2 separate regions of the Canis lupus genome follow, and region 2 is linked to region 1. Evidence: chromatin contacts called from public Hi-C data. All regions are on one chromosome and are shown on one strand. Each heading gives the region's core, a stretch centred on a gene start, on an enhancer-like site or on the middle of the called end of the contact. The rest is flanking DNA. Distances are from core to core; before and after follow the strand shown. Region 1 holds the start of YWHAZ (14-3-3 protein zeta/delta). Region 2 holds the start of ZNF706 (zinc finger protein 706).

Evidence for each region. A called contact is a pair of places that touch in the nucleus more often than the background predicts.
Region 2: a Hi-C map of blood shows a contact between it and region 1, with 4 times the contacts expected there. The contact joins the promoter of ZNF706 here to the promoter of YWHAZ in region 1. A contact is called at or near these places in 3 of 9 Hi-C or Micro-C datasets (amygdala and blood).

What each region holds. Positions count from the first base shown.
Region 1 is chr13:2,893,129-2,895,828 of UU_Cfam_GSD_1.0, reverse strand. It overlaps YWHAZ (14-3-3 protein zeta/delta), which reads left to right and starts at 1,272. Exons shown (of 7, transcript XM_038555215.1): 1 at 1,272-1,400; 2 at 2,081-2,264. It overlaps LOC111098493 (a long non-coding RNA gene), which reads right to left and starts at 1,235. Exons shown (of 3, transcript XR_005368440.1): 1 at 1-1,235.
Region 2 is chr13:3,107,405-3,110,153 of UU_Cfam_GSD_1.0, reverse strand. ZNF706 (zinc finger protein 706) reads left to right here and starts at 1,461. Exons shown (of 4, transcript XM_038555218.1): 1 at 1,461-1,587. All of the region lies in intron 1 of LOC119864266 (a long non-coding RNA gene), which reads right to left.

The DNA of each region.
Region 1 (2,700 bases), core at 23-2,522:
TTACTTGGGAGTCAAAGTACCATGACTCTAATGTCTCAGAAAAAATAACCCTGATCAATTTGTTCATCCATTAAGTCTAGTATGAATCTGCTCTGATGCAGAAAATTGGGAGAAAATAAAACACCCTGAACTGAACTGGCCACTGGAAAACTCTCTTCTGGGTTTATACTTTACTATCTAAATGCCAGCTGGAACCTCAGGCAAAACTAATTTGTAAAATGGTCTGTGGCAGAAACAGTGTGTCCAACAACATACAGAACAGACAAGGAGCTGGAAGAGTGAGGAAAGATTTTATGTGTCTGCTGGTGATAAATTCAATCCTCTGCACAACTTGAGGCTGAACTGTTTTGTGAGTCTTCTTTGTCAGTTGTGCCTTACGGCAGGCCCCCTACTAGATGCTCAATAAAGATATGTTGGGGGGGGGGGGGGGGAAGAGACCAACCAAGAAACCCACTTTTGACTACCGAGAACAACAAACTGATAGTTACGATGGGGGAGGTAGATGGGAGACGGCGGAAATAAAAGGATGGGCATTAAAGAGTACACTTATTAGGATGAAAGGATTTTTTAAAAGGGTATGTTGGAAAAATCAGTAAGACCAAATGGAGTTTGCCAAGGATAGTAGGCAGAGTTCTGAGCTCTCATTGCTAACTATACACTCTAGGTGAGATTTGCAACTGGTTTTGCAGGTCATCCAAGCACATCTTAGCTCCAACATTTAAAGGGAGGAGAGGCAGAGGCATTTTACACTGTGCATGTCTCCCTTTGAACTTCCTTAAGTTGACTGGGTGGAGGCTCTGCCGGTTTGGGTTGGCCCGTTGGTATGGCACCTGCAATATCCGCTCTCCTCTTTCCCCCTCTTCTCGGCTCCAGGTCCCTGCTCCTGGCCCTGCCTGCAGCCCTCTTCCACTGCCCGCCGAGTTACCCGGGGCGCTGGGAACTACCACGTCCCTCACACCCTGCTTCAGGAGAAACCCGGCAATAATCTGTGTTTAAATCACTGCAACACGATGTCTTCAAGCGGACGCTTTATTTGGATAGAGACCATCGAGTCTCCAAGAAACGAGTCGGTACCGTCCGACCTCTGCTCGCTGCCTCTCTTCGCGCTGAGGCCTCCACGATCACCCGAACCCTCCACCCGAGAAGGGAGCCGCTTCCCCGCAGGAGCTGCAGGCTTTCTCCAAGCGGCGGCCTCTCCTCCCAGGCCTCACCTCCCGCCAGCCCCGCCCCACCCGCCCCACCTCGCGCCGCCATTGTCCCCCCGCAGCTGTCACTGCGCACGGATCCCGAGTCTCGGATTGGAAACCTTTCCCGTCACTCAACCCATCCTGCGGGGCCGGACTCCTCACTTTCTGTCCCGAGCCTTAAAAGGTCTAAGGCCGCTCTCGGCGCGCCAGCAGGTAAAGCCGCGGCGGCGAGGCAGGGAGGGGCCGCGCGCTCAGGTCGGCCCCGCCTGGCGACGGGGCGCGGCGGGCTGCGGGGCGCGGGGGAAGCGCGCCACACCGCCCCTCCCGGCCGCCGGACCGCGCCCTCCCCCGCCACCCCCACATCCGGATCACAATGCCGGAGCTGCGGAGCCACCCGCGTAACCCAGCCCCGGGCCGGCCCGGGAGGCAGTTACCCCCGCGAAGCACGGAGGGCGGGGCGGGCCTGGGCGCGGGGAGGGGTGGGGGGTGTGAAAGGTCCCGGATGTTGCCGAACCCGAGCCCCTTCGAGAGGGAGTGACTGGCGCAGGCGCAGAAGGGCCGCACGAAAGCTAAGGTGGGGGTGGGGAGGAATCTCCTTGCTGGTGTAGAGGAAGAGCGAGCCCGTGGAGGTTGGGGGGATTCGAGAAGGGGAGGTAGGAAGGTAGTGGTGGAGAGGAGGGAAAAGAAAGGAAGGAGCTTCCCGGCCGGGCTCCCTCGCCCAAGAGCAGAGAAGCTGGAAGCTGAGCGCGGCGGGGAGGAGCGTTGGTAGCAGGAGAGGCGGCGCGCTCCCCCGCTCGCCCTCTAGCGCGGGCGGGCAGGACGCGCGCGCCAGGGAGCGGCGGTTGCACTGGGCCCCCGGAGCTGTGGGCACCAATCAACGGTTGCCATAGCAGCGTTTGACGTCATCGTGCGTGTGGTGCCCCTGCTGTCGGGGCTGGTGATTGGAGGAAACCCCGTGTCTGCGGAGCCGCTGTAGCCTGTGAGCAGCCAGATCCGCGGACAGAGTCTCAGCCTCGCCGCTGCCGCCCAGAGACTGCTGAGCGCCCGTCCGTCCGCCGCCACCCACTCCGGACACAGGTACGAGACCGGGCCGCCGCCGCCCCGTCCCGCTTCTTCCCTTCCCGGACCTGCCTCCTGAAAGCGTGGGGGCCGTCCCCGCCGCGCAGCCCCTCAGCCCCGCTCGCCCGGCGGTAGCGGCGCTGGGCTGAGGCGGAGTCTCCTCAGGCGGAGACGGGCGGCGGCTTCTTTTCCGCTGGGTTCGGGCAGGCGGCTCGGGCTCCTCGGGCTGCCTCGGGCTACTTGCTTCCGGATCGACGCCTTGGCCCGGGTAGCGCCGGCTCCCGGTCCTCGTCCCCGGGGGTGGAAGGGGCACCCACACGCGAGATCCCCAGGGACCCGCCCGGCCGCCGGCTCCCGGCGGTGACCGAGGCTCCGCGGGGCGCGACCCGTTCCCCGGCGCCCCCGGAGCCCCCTTCCTTGTCGCCGCCCGGCTCCCCGCTTCCGCCCGAGATAA
Region 2 (2,749 bases), core at 212-2,711, 210 kb before region 1:
AACATATAAAGTTACCATAATACCATATCCTGTAAGCAGCAGTTTTTACCAGGGGAGATTTTGACCCCCAGAGGACACTTGGAAAGATATGGACACATTTTTCATTTGTGACGACTGGAGATAGCATGATATTGGCATCAAAAGGTTACAGAGCAGGGGTATTGCCAAACATCCTACAATCCCTAGGACAGGCCCCCCAGAGCAACAAATTATCTAGCCCAAAGTGTCAGTGGTGCCAAGGTTGAGAAACTCTACCAATGGAGATAAATTTCTATGTATACGAACTTTCTGGGGGCAAAGTCCTTAGCTTTTACCATACCTAAAAGGTGGTATAATGCAGAATTTTAAGAAACACTAGCTTAAATGGATATTTCGTCTAGGCATCGGTAACAAGTGGCATAGTAATATCGCCTCACAGCAAAAATCCCCTCTCCAGGTAAGACTTATTTCAGCCTGCCAAATTTCTCTGTCCCTTTCCACTGCCCACTCTGATTCATGGCTAGACAAACGCAGCTCTTTGGATTTCCTGTCTTTAGGTTCTCTGAGTACCTCATCCCCCTCCTGTTAGCCAGGTTAACACAGTCATTATGGTTGTGGTGACTACTGACTAAGCTAGAGCTTCATGCTATGTCCAAAGTTTTGCTTTCTTTAGATACCTCCAGTTCATTTGGCCAACATCCATTTAATCAGTGCCTACCATGTTTAGCACACTGCTAGGCACTGAGCATATGGTGATGAAAATGAGCTTGCAGCTCAATATTGGAGAGGTATCGGTAAGATTTAAGAACGTCAATTTAAAACCAGGAGAGGGGCAGGCCCGGTGGCGCAGCGGTTTGGTGCCGCCTGCAGCCTGGGATGTGATCCTGGAGACCCCGGATCGAGTCCCACGTCGGGCTCCCTGCGTGGAGCCTGCTTCTCCCTGCCTGTGTCTCTGCCCCCTCTCTCCCTGTGTCTATGAATAAATAAATAAAATATCAAAAAAGAGTGTTTAAAAAAATAAAAATGATAAAACGGGGAGAGATATGAAAGTAAAGATGAGAGAGGCTGAAATGAGGATAAGGAAGGACTTATCAACCAGATCATTGTATGCTACCCAAATGCGACGAGCTGCTAGCTCCTTCCCGCTTATTTTGAACCATTCTGTCACGACTGTATCCCACTCCCCCGAGTTTATATTAAACTCGCTTCTCCTGGGTACTGACAGGCGAGTGGAGCGTGGACGCTATGGGCAAGGTGAGGACGCCAAACACAAAGGCTTCCCTTTTCCTCGTTACTAATAAATCTAATTAGAAACCAACGCGCGCGGTGGGGGGCGGGGCGGGGGAGAGGCGGCGTAAAGCCAAAGTCTAAAATGCCATTTCCAGATGATCAGCAGATCACAACCGCAATAGTTCTTAATCAGGTACTGGAGGTTGAGGTCGTGGCCTGTAAATCAAGACGCAAACAACAACCAAATTCAACTTAGCCATTTCCCCCAGTACTAGCAACTCTGCGCATTGGTAGTAGATGGCGGAGCCGGCCGGGGACCCAGCCAGCGGCGCCGAGGCAGTGCGGCTGGAATCCTCAACTCCCTAACCCCCCAGACTGGTAAAAATAACCGTGGTTTCCGTGGGAACCAGGCTGCGGGCCGGTGCGCGAAAGAACAAAGGCTGCGCGGCCGCGGCGGGGGCGGCGGGGGCGGCGGGGGCGGCGGGCGCGGCGGGGGCGGCGGGGGCGGCGGGCGCGGCGGGGGCGGCGGGCGCCCCGGGCCCCACGGTCTCCGGCGCCCGCGCAGCTCTCGGGGCCGGTCCCCGGGCCGCGGCACTGCAGGCGCCGGCGGGGCGGGAGGCGGGTGAGAAGGGACGCGGGGCCCGAGGCCCGGCCGCCGCCCCACCGAGGGAGCTGGCGAGCGACTTGCGAAACACGCCGCGGGCCGTCACCCAGCAGGACCGGCATCACGCGGCTCCCGCGCCGGCAGAAGCCGCCCAGAGAGCACGCGGCCGGGGCGGGGCGCCGGGGACACGGGGCGACGTCCCCCGCAGTTCCCGTCGCGCAGGGGCCGCCGGCGCCGCCAGGCCCCGCCCCCCGACGCTTATGTAACAGGGGCGCGCTGCCATTGGCCCGTGCGACCGGAAAGGGCGGCGGCGTGCGAGCAGGGGCGGGGCGGGGGAGGCGGCCGCAGCAGGAAGGCGAGTGGGCGGCGGGCGGGCGGGCGCTGGGGCGCCTGGGAGCGCTGCGCGGCGTGCGCGGGCACGAGCGTAGTGGCCTCCCCCGAGGCTGAGGCGGCGGCGGGCGCGCGCGGCGGCGGCGGCGGCGGCGGCGGGCGCGAGGCGCGGGCTGTTGTGCTCTCCTCTTCCCGTCCTCGGCGGGTGGAGGCGGCCGAAGCGGTGCTGGGCGCGCTCCCCCTCCTCTCCCTCCGGCCACCTCCCCGGCCGCCTCGCGCTGCGCGGTCTCCGACGCAAGCCTGTCCCGGCCCGGGTGAGCGGCTGCGGGGGCGGCGCTGACGCCGCAGGACGTCGGGGAGCCGGGTGGGGGCCTGGCGGCGGGGTCGCGGCGGGTCGCGAGGGGCCGCCGGCCTCCGGGCCTTCCAGGCGGCGGCGGGGCCGGGCCGGGCCGGCCCTGTGCGGGCGCGGGGGCGGGCGCGGGCGCGGGCGCGGGCGCGGGCGCGGCGGCGGGGAGCTCGGCGCCTGCCGGGCCCTGCAGGTGGCGGGGTGCAGGCCGCCCGCGGCAGCCGAGCGCGGCGGTAACCTTACCCCGTGGCGGCCGCCGC